2 separate regions of the Danio rerio genome follow, and region 1 is linked to region 2. A link is a contact called in public Micro-C data. All regions are on one chromosome and are shown on one strand. Each heading gives the region's core, a stretch centred on a gene start, on an enhancer-like site or on the middle of the called end of the contact. The rest is flanking DNA. Distances are from core to core; before and after follow the strand shown. Region 1 holds the start of tmem18 (transmembrane protein 18). Region 2 holds the start of fbxo25 (F-box protein 25).

Region 1 (4,392 bases), core at 1,859-4,358, 150 kb before region 2:
CAGGAGCAATCACCTGAACAACACGGGACATTAAGAGATTATTATCTTGTTCAATGCAGCCAGCATGTTTTATTTGAAACGCGTATATGAAAGAAGACACATACATTCCGGTGGAAGCGAGTGAAGGACTGGACCATGTAAAAGCGATGCATATACACAATGGCAGTGTTAATTGTGAGTTGTGAGCTGAGTGTCCAAAGTTAAGGATTGTAATTCATTAAAATAACAAAAATAAACAGTCTGAAGGCACTTCTGTCCAATATATCATGCAAAATATGACCTTGTCAGTCACAGATTCGTTTTATCTAAGCCTCTGGTATTTTTATTTCAATAAGAGAGATTGCCAGTTCATTTGATACCCTTTAGCACCAGTAAAGTTAAAAGTGAAAGTACTCAGAACGACAAATAAGACGAAAATGGCTGGTTTTCATTAATCTAAAGCACATTAGTAACATAAGATAAAGCAGGACAGCTCATATTTCCTCTATATACTAACTTAAATGTCATGTTACTGTAACAGAGCCACCCTGAAAAGGGAAAATGAAACTATGCTGATTACTATATTTACATATATATTTGAAATGGCATAAATGACATAAACGCCTCATTTTAGAGTATAAACAAATGATGTAATGAAGTAAACAGAGTCAAATTCATATTGGGAATGGCTGTGACACCGGCTACGCTATTGTTCAATGGCAGAGACACCTCCAGTTAGGCCTTGAGGCCTACACCAAACCAAAAAATAAACGCAAAATTGGGACATTAATCCTTTATTCCGTTCGCCTTAATCCACAAGTTTCACAATTGAAAAGGCGTGTATACTGGTAGACCCGTTTCAGGTCATTATAACGCTGAAATTCAACACCACTCGTGCCGCCCAAACCGGCGTCAGCCTCCTCGGAGCAGCTGCCGAGACCGACGCCTGCCTAACTGAAAAAGATACACGTTGAGCCGCTGTCCCATGTCCTGCAGCAGGTTAGCAGCTTGCTGTCGGTACGAGAGCTCTTTGTCGGGATCAAGTCCCGCTCGGCGAGATGGACTGTTTTCGATTTGTTCGCGCGTGAAGTACCATTTATTGTTATTTTGCGAAGGCGAAGGGAACGAAGCCGCCATTACTGAGAAGGACAATGTTTTAAAATCTCACTGCGTCACAGGAAGCGCGTCATCGCTGGCTGGAATGCGACTGCGGCGCTGTTAGACTTAACCCATTCACGTCTGAACAGTACAAACATACATTGATGCAAATTTACTAATCAAAACCCTTATATATATATATATATATATATATATATATATATATATATATATATATATATATATATATATATATATATATATATATATATATATATATATATATATATGAAGTAAAACTGTGTTTGACAGCATTTCTCAGAGCAAGTTTAAGTCAGCTTATCTGCCAACTCATTTACTTCTACTTCTCTACATGAGGATGTATTCATAAATCTTTGTTATGCTTTCAATTTAGCATAAATGTTGTACAAATTTCATACAGAAACTCCTGTCTTAAAGATGATCTCTTTAATTACTGTAAAAATCATATAATGCAGATAATGAGTTGGAATATAGTACTATCTCTCTTCATTGTGTTTGCATCCATTGGGTGGCCAGTCAAATTGACACCATCTCTAAACAGTCTTACTGTATATTTTAAAATGGTGATATATCAAGAGTTTTATTTCTATAAATATAGAATTTTTTTTTGCAATTGTACTCTTCAATACACATTAAAAAACATAATATTTCTATAAAATGGAGGTATCAGTTTTGCAAATAAACTCTTCATAGACATCCTGCTGCTGCTGTGTAATGGGCGTCTGGAGGTTTTTTTGTTTTTGCATTTTTACAGTGCAGTTTTAATCGAGACGTCCGTAATATCAATAAACAGCTGCAATTCCTCCTCTTATGTTGAATACATGGCATATTTTGTTCATATCAACGTCATTTTAGACATGCTTTATTTATTTATTTTTATTTAAAGAACAGCATATAACATTTTAACATTTTAACATAAATGTTAAAATTTATGAATATAATTTTTTTTTAACATCTACATTTTCTTTTCGGTTTAGTCCCTTTATTAATCTGGGGTCGCCACAGCAGAATGAACCGCCAACTTATCCAGCATATGTTTCACGCAGCGGATGCCCTTCAAGCTGCAACCCAGTACTCCCATACACTCCCATTCACACACATACACTACGGCCAGTTTAGCTTACTCAATTCACTTATAGCGCATGTCTTAACTGTGAGGGAAACCGGAGCACCTGCAAGAAACCCACATGAACACAAGGGAGAATATGCAAACTCCACAAAACTCAAATCAGCAATTTTCTTGCTGTGAGGTAACAGCGCTATCCACTGCGCCACCAATAATATAAGTAAATTAGTTAAATAAAAACAATTTCCTCTTTTCAAGGGTCAACAGTAAAGCCAAAAAGTACATTTTCCCACAATAATAAGAGAGGCTTAGAACACTAAAAATTGTTATTAAACATTTTGCACCTCACCCCATCAGTTGATGACAATGCCAAAATAAGTGTAAAGCCGTTTCCTCATATTCATTCATTTTCTTGTCGGCTTAGTCCCTTTATTAATCCGGGGTCGCCACAGTGGAATGAACCGCCAACTTATCCATCAAGTTTCTACGCAGAGGATGCCCTTCCAGCCGCAACCCATCTCTGGGAAATTCCTCATATTCATTACAAAAAAAAAATACAATTTACATCAATCCCACTTTAAAATTTATGAAAATTAGGTTTTGCTGGATAAAATCAGTGAAAAAGTTTGTCGTTCAGCTGTTTATAAAAAATAAAAGTTTGCTGAGAACTTTTAACTTGAAATGCCGCTAATATAATCGCTAAATGTCTTTTCATTCGTTTGTCACGTTTTTATTACTTCTAACTTAATGCGGGAATTTTTATACTCTATATTTCAAACCCAATGCCAAAATTTATAAAAAAGATATTCGAAATTAAATCTTTTATATTTTGCCTTAAGTATCTTCTCAGATTTTTTAGAGGAGTAACAGCGCCATCCATCGGTGAAGCGGAGTTTCGGTCGAGAACGAAAGAGGAAAAAGTGACGATTGCGGAAGTGTTTGTTATTGTGGTTTAGCTGCTAGCACAGTGGCGTGTAATCAAATAATATGACAGCATCAAACACTAAAAACGCCAGCGCAATCCCAATCGATAAATTCAGCAATGTTCGCATCACATCAATATGGACTTTCCTACAGTCTGTGAGTAACATTAGATTCTCGGTTTGCTCACATACAGAGATGGTTCATGGAGTCGCGTCGTTGTTGTTTTTTTTTTGAGAGCACGTGGATTAAATAAGGAATATGAAATAAGTTTGTTTTATCTGAATAATAATAATAATAATGTGATTTTGTTGTCAGGTTGACTGGTCTGAGCCCTGGCTGATGGCCCTGCTGGCCTTTCATGTCTTCTGTTTTGCTTTCACCCTCCTGTCCTGCAAATACTACCGCATTCAGATCTGTCATTTTCTCCTGATGGGTGAGTGTTTATATTTATTTGAACCTTGTTATATTTGAATAATTATAATACATGTAGTCATTTACCCCACAGTGTGAAATAATTATTGAACATTTAAAAGAATGTGCACATTAAAATGACAGACTTTTTCATTCAAAGCTGATGAAAACTAATTACTATTGTCATAAATATATGTATATATACTTACAAAGACACACAAACACTTTATTTCTTTCTTAAAAATAGCATAAATATTTGTATTGTGTACACACACACACACACACACACACACACATAGAGTGAGAGACATACAGGTACACACACACACATAGAGTGAGAGACATACAGGTACACACATTCACTAACACACTCACAAAGCTGGATAGATGGAGGCACACATGGAGAAAGTGCGGGACATTCAGGTACACACATGCTCATACTGTCAGACGCACATTCATCAACACACACATACAATCTTTGTCATAAACGCACACACACACTCGTACTTCGTACTCTCTTGCATACATGTGCGCACTTACACACAGTCAAAGACACACTTACACACACTCATACTCTCTTGAAGGGGCGGACTGGGACAGGCCAAAATCACGGTGGCAGGCCAGATCAATAATATCCAGCTGCAGGCCACCAGGTGCTCCCTGTGGCTAGTCTGCCCCTGCTCTCTTGCACACATGTGCACACACAGGCATACATACACACATTTATACTGACAATTTTTGAGACAATATAATAGGTAAATAAAATAAATAAATAAATATTTTCATATTTCATACAGTAATATTTACAGTAATATCTTTGTAATATTTTTAATATAATAAAATGTATTAAGATGTGACACGGTGGCTCAGTG
Region 2 (3,803 bases), core at 848-3,347:
TTTCCTTCATTATGGGTTTCATTAAAAACTCTTAAAAAGTCTTAAATTTAACTTGGTGAGCCCTGCAGAAACCCTAATATATATATATATTTTTTTTTAAATCACATGAAGGATTATTAAATGTTCATCAAAGATATAAAGAAGTTAATTTGAAGAAAGCTGAAAACCGGGAACCATTGACATCCACAGTATAGGAAAAACAATGGAGGTCAATGGTTACAGGTTTTCAGATTTTTTCAAAATAAATTATTTTGTGTTGAACAGAAAAAATGAAGTCAAACAAGTTTGGATCAAGTGAAGGATGCATTATTGACTGACAATTTTCTAAATTGTAAAAAGGTAAATATACTGTATCAATAGTGAAACTCTAGCCTTGCAATAAATGGTAGTTTTCTCTGGCTTTCATTACCTACGCTGGCTTCAAATGCCTAATTAGGAAACTGTGGATAATACAGTCTTTCAAATAAACAAATAAGTTAAAAACAATCAAATATTGTCATGTTTGGTGATAGCAAATGGGAAAAAAACAACCCTGACACACATTCAGAAAATAGTTAATTAACATTGCATTTAGCAGGTTTAGGTTTTAGTTTATTTGTGTTGCCTATTTTGTCCATGAATGCGAGGTGTGGAGAAGTGTATTTTAGATATCTTAGTACTGAAATATATAATTTTAATTTAAAATTAGTTCACATGAAAATCACATCAAATAATATATAGGATAAACAGCTAAAGAAAATAATCACCAGTTCCTGGTTCCCTCCTAATCTCCTCTCAATTCAGCAATGGTTACGGTGTATTACTTAACAGACATTGTTGACTAGAGCAATCCACTATCTTAATTAACAGAGCAAAGATTTTAACACTTCTTCATTGGTAATAAATACTATGCATGATAATTTGATCTCCATTTTTAAAACTTAAGTGATTTAAAATAATGGCGTAGGAGAAACGATTAAGATGTCTTTTAAGATATAGGTGACAACAAACTGTTTTTTCTCAGTTTTCTGTCTGATCTGTTCTACAATATAGTTTTATTGTACACTTTTTTTCAGTTAGTTTTCCCTTTTCTACATATATACTTACAGGTTTCCCCATATGTGTATATATTTAAATATGGGTGTCTGCTTGTATGTACATACATACATATATATATTGTTTCATATTGTAATCAACAATGCTACAGTATACATTGAACCAAGTCAATGTTGAGAAATTCTGTTATTACCATTGTTGATAACCATGTTTACTAAAAACACAACAAAGTTTAAGTTAAAAAAAAAAAAAAAAAAAAAAAAAAATATATATATATATATATATATATATATATATATATATATATATATATATATATGTGTGTGTATGAATAGACAAAAGAAGATATTTTAAAGTAAGCTGAAAACCAGGAACTATTGACATCCACAGTAGAAAGAACAATAAAAGTCAGTCACAGTTTTCCAGAAAGAATCAAGTCAAATAAGTTTAGAACAACTGAAGGATGCATTATGTATTGACAATCATCAGTTTTGGGTGAACTATCCCTTTAAAAACTTAATTTTAAGTAAAATAATATCAATTGCAATTGCAAATTGAGAAAACTCGATAAAATAAAACTACTTTTTTTTAGGTCCAGTGCATTGTCTTAAGTTTGTATCTGTGTTTTAATAATTGTATTTGGTCAGTTTCTATCACACAAAGATATGTACTTAAAGCTGACTGAGATGATTACAAAATAAACCTGTTTAACGTAATTCCTACAGTCCAAATGCGAGCAGAGGAAATGTTTATTTTGTGATCTTATTATCCAACATGATCAGTTTATTCCATCGTTCATTTGATCCATTTCCCTTCCCCCATCGCAAAATCAAAACATGACAACATGTGCAGTGCCTGTGTCACGTGTAAGAAGCTACCGCGACAGAGAGCTAGGGATAAATCTACGAGTGATAGACAGGGCCGAGGACCAATCAGCTCGGGAATTCCGGGTAGCAACAAAATAAATACAAACACGACGGCCAATCGCAATCACCGGGAGGCGTGTCTTACACTCCGCTTTTCTGACTGTTTACTTCCGTCAATATTCAAAGAAAAGAAGAAAATTATCAGCATAACAAAGGACTCGCAGTAAGTAAACTTAAATATGCGTCAGTTATCAGCACCAATACGTGACTTTGCGAGTAAAACGTAAATAGAGGTAGATACTAGAGCTGTCTTTAGTGTTTTGTCGTCGTTTAAAAAGATAAGCTTCCTGGCAGGCTTTGCGTTTAAGCAAATTAACTGGCAGTAGTTGTTCAACAAGCCAGAGCTTAGAAACAATTCACAAATAACGTCAAAGTGCGTCATGTTTGTATTTTGAAATATAGTTATTTACATCAAGATTGTTGACTGAAGTACTCTGTGTTGTCATATCACACCATAATGATATAAAGTCTGATGTGTGATAAACCTTTGTTGTGTTATAATGGTTTGAGATAATAGTCTCTTGTATTCAGGTCTCTGGAGCAGGTGGAAGAAGAAGAAGATGCCTTTCTTGGGTCAAGACTGGAGATCTCCAGGCTGGAGTTGGATCAAAACTGAGGATGGCTGGAAGCGCTTTGATTATTTCAGCCACAAATTGGGAGATAACATCAATGAACTTGGCTTGGAAGAGTAAGACATACTTTGAATTATCTCACTCTTAGTTGTATCTTGATCTAAGGGGAATCGGGGTAAAGTTGGTTTTATATTCACACATTCAAACCTTCTCCTTCATTATATTATTTCAGAAATGTATTCTTCGAAAATTCAAAATATAGAAATCTTATTACTATCAAAGTACAACATTGTACACAGTCTACCAAACAGTGCTAATGTTGTTTTAAAGTCATACTTGCATGCGATTTCCAACCGAATATTCAAAGTAGAGTGGGAAAAACTATAGGGACTGTGTTACTTGTTGGCACTGTTCAAAAATGAACAAATGTGTGAATATAAAACTAATTTTACCGCAAACTAAGGGGATATATCTAGAATTTGAACCTATAATCTTCAACCAAAACAAGACTATAAAACCCCAGCAAAGCATTGAGGAACCAACAAAAGAGGAAGTGTGTGTGTGGCATGTGAGAAGTCAGGTATCTGTATTTAGAATCGGTGTGTGTTATAGTCACCGAGGTTATTTTCTGAAATGGCATTTTGCATTTAATCTATCTATCTATCTATCTATCTATCTATCTATCTATCTATCTATCTATCTATCTATCTATCTATCTATCTATCTATCTATCTATCTATCTATCTATCATCGATTGAGCTAAAAGCTTTCTGTCATAGAAACTGACCTAAGGTCGGCCTGACTACAAGGAAATATAACCACATTTTAAAATATCTAGTTTTGGCTTTGTGAGGATGTTAGTAGGTGTTTGTGTACTATCACTGTGAATCTGCACCTCATGTGTGTTAAATTTTGACATAGATGGAACGTTTGCCTGTGTAAGTTGAGCAAGTTATAACATCTTCAGATCTTAACGACGCCTTGCTCAGCAGTACTTGGACTAATAATTAACAGCATTGACTTGCTTATTGGATTCTCCGTCAGGTTTATGTATTGCAAAATTGCATGCTGGCCATCTGTTGATCACATGATATCATATCATTTGAGACCCACTCATGTACTTTTTGTTGGTTGCTCTGAAGTGTAACCTGTGCCATATGTAAACACGATGTTTAAAAAAAAGCTTATTTTGGGAGATTTTAATTAACATCACATTTTTAACTCTCTAGATTGGACAATGACAACAAGGAGAACGTCTACGTGGGAGATG

What was found. Hi-C and Micro-C count contacts between places; a contact is called where the count stands out from the background.
Region 1: a Micro-C map of caudal fin shows a contact between it and region 2, with 5 times the contacts expected there. The contact joins the promoter of tmem18 here to the promoter of fbxo25 in region 2. A contact is called at or near these places in 3 of 18 Hi-C or Micro-C datasets (caudal fin, hematopoietic stem cells and an unstated tissue).

What each region holds. Positions count from the first base shown.
Region 1 is chr23:38,751,006-38,755,397 of GRCz12tu, reverse strand. tmem18 (transmembrane protein 18) reads left to right here and starts at 3,108. Exons shown (of 5, transcript NM_001005601.2): 1 at 3,108-3,265; 2 at 3,425-3,542. The coding sequence starts at 3,173. ccnt1 (cyclin T1) reads right to left here and starts at 1,132. Exons shown (of 10, transcript NM_001256611.1): 1 at 947-1,132; 2 at 105-186; 3 at 1-13. The coding sequence starts at 1,116.
Region 2 is chr23:38,601,357-38,605,159 of GRCz12tu, reverse strand. fbxo25 (F-box protein 25) reads left to right here and starts at 2,097. Exons shown (of 10, transcript NM_205724.1): 1 at 2,097-2,124; 2 at 2,493-2,649; 3 at 3,763-3,803. The coding sequence starts at 2,522.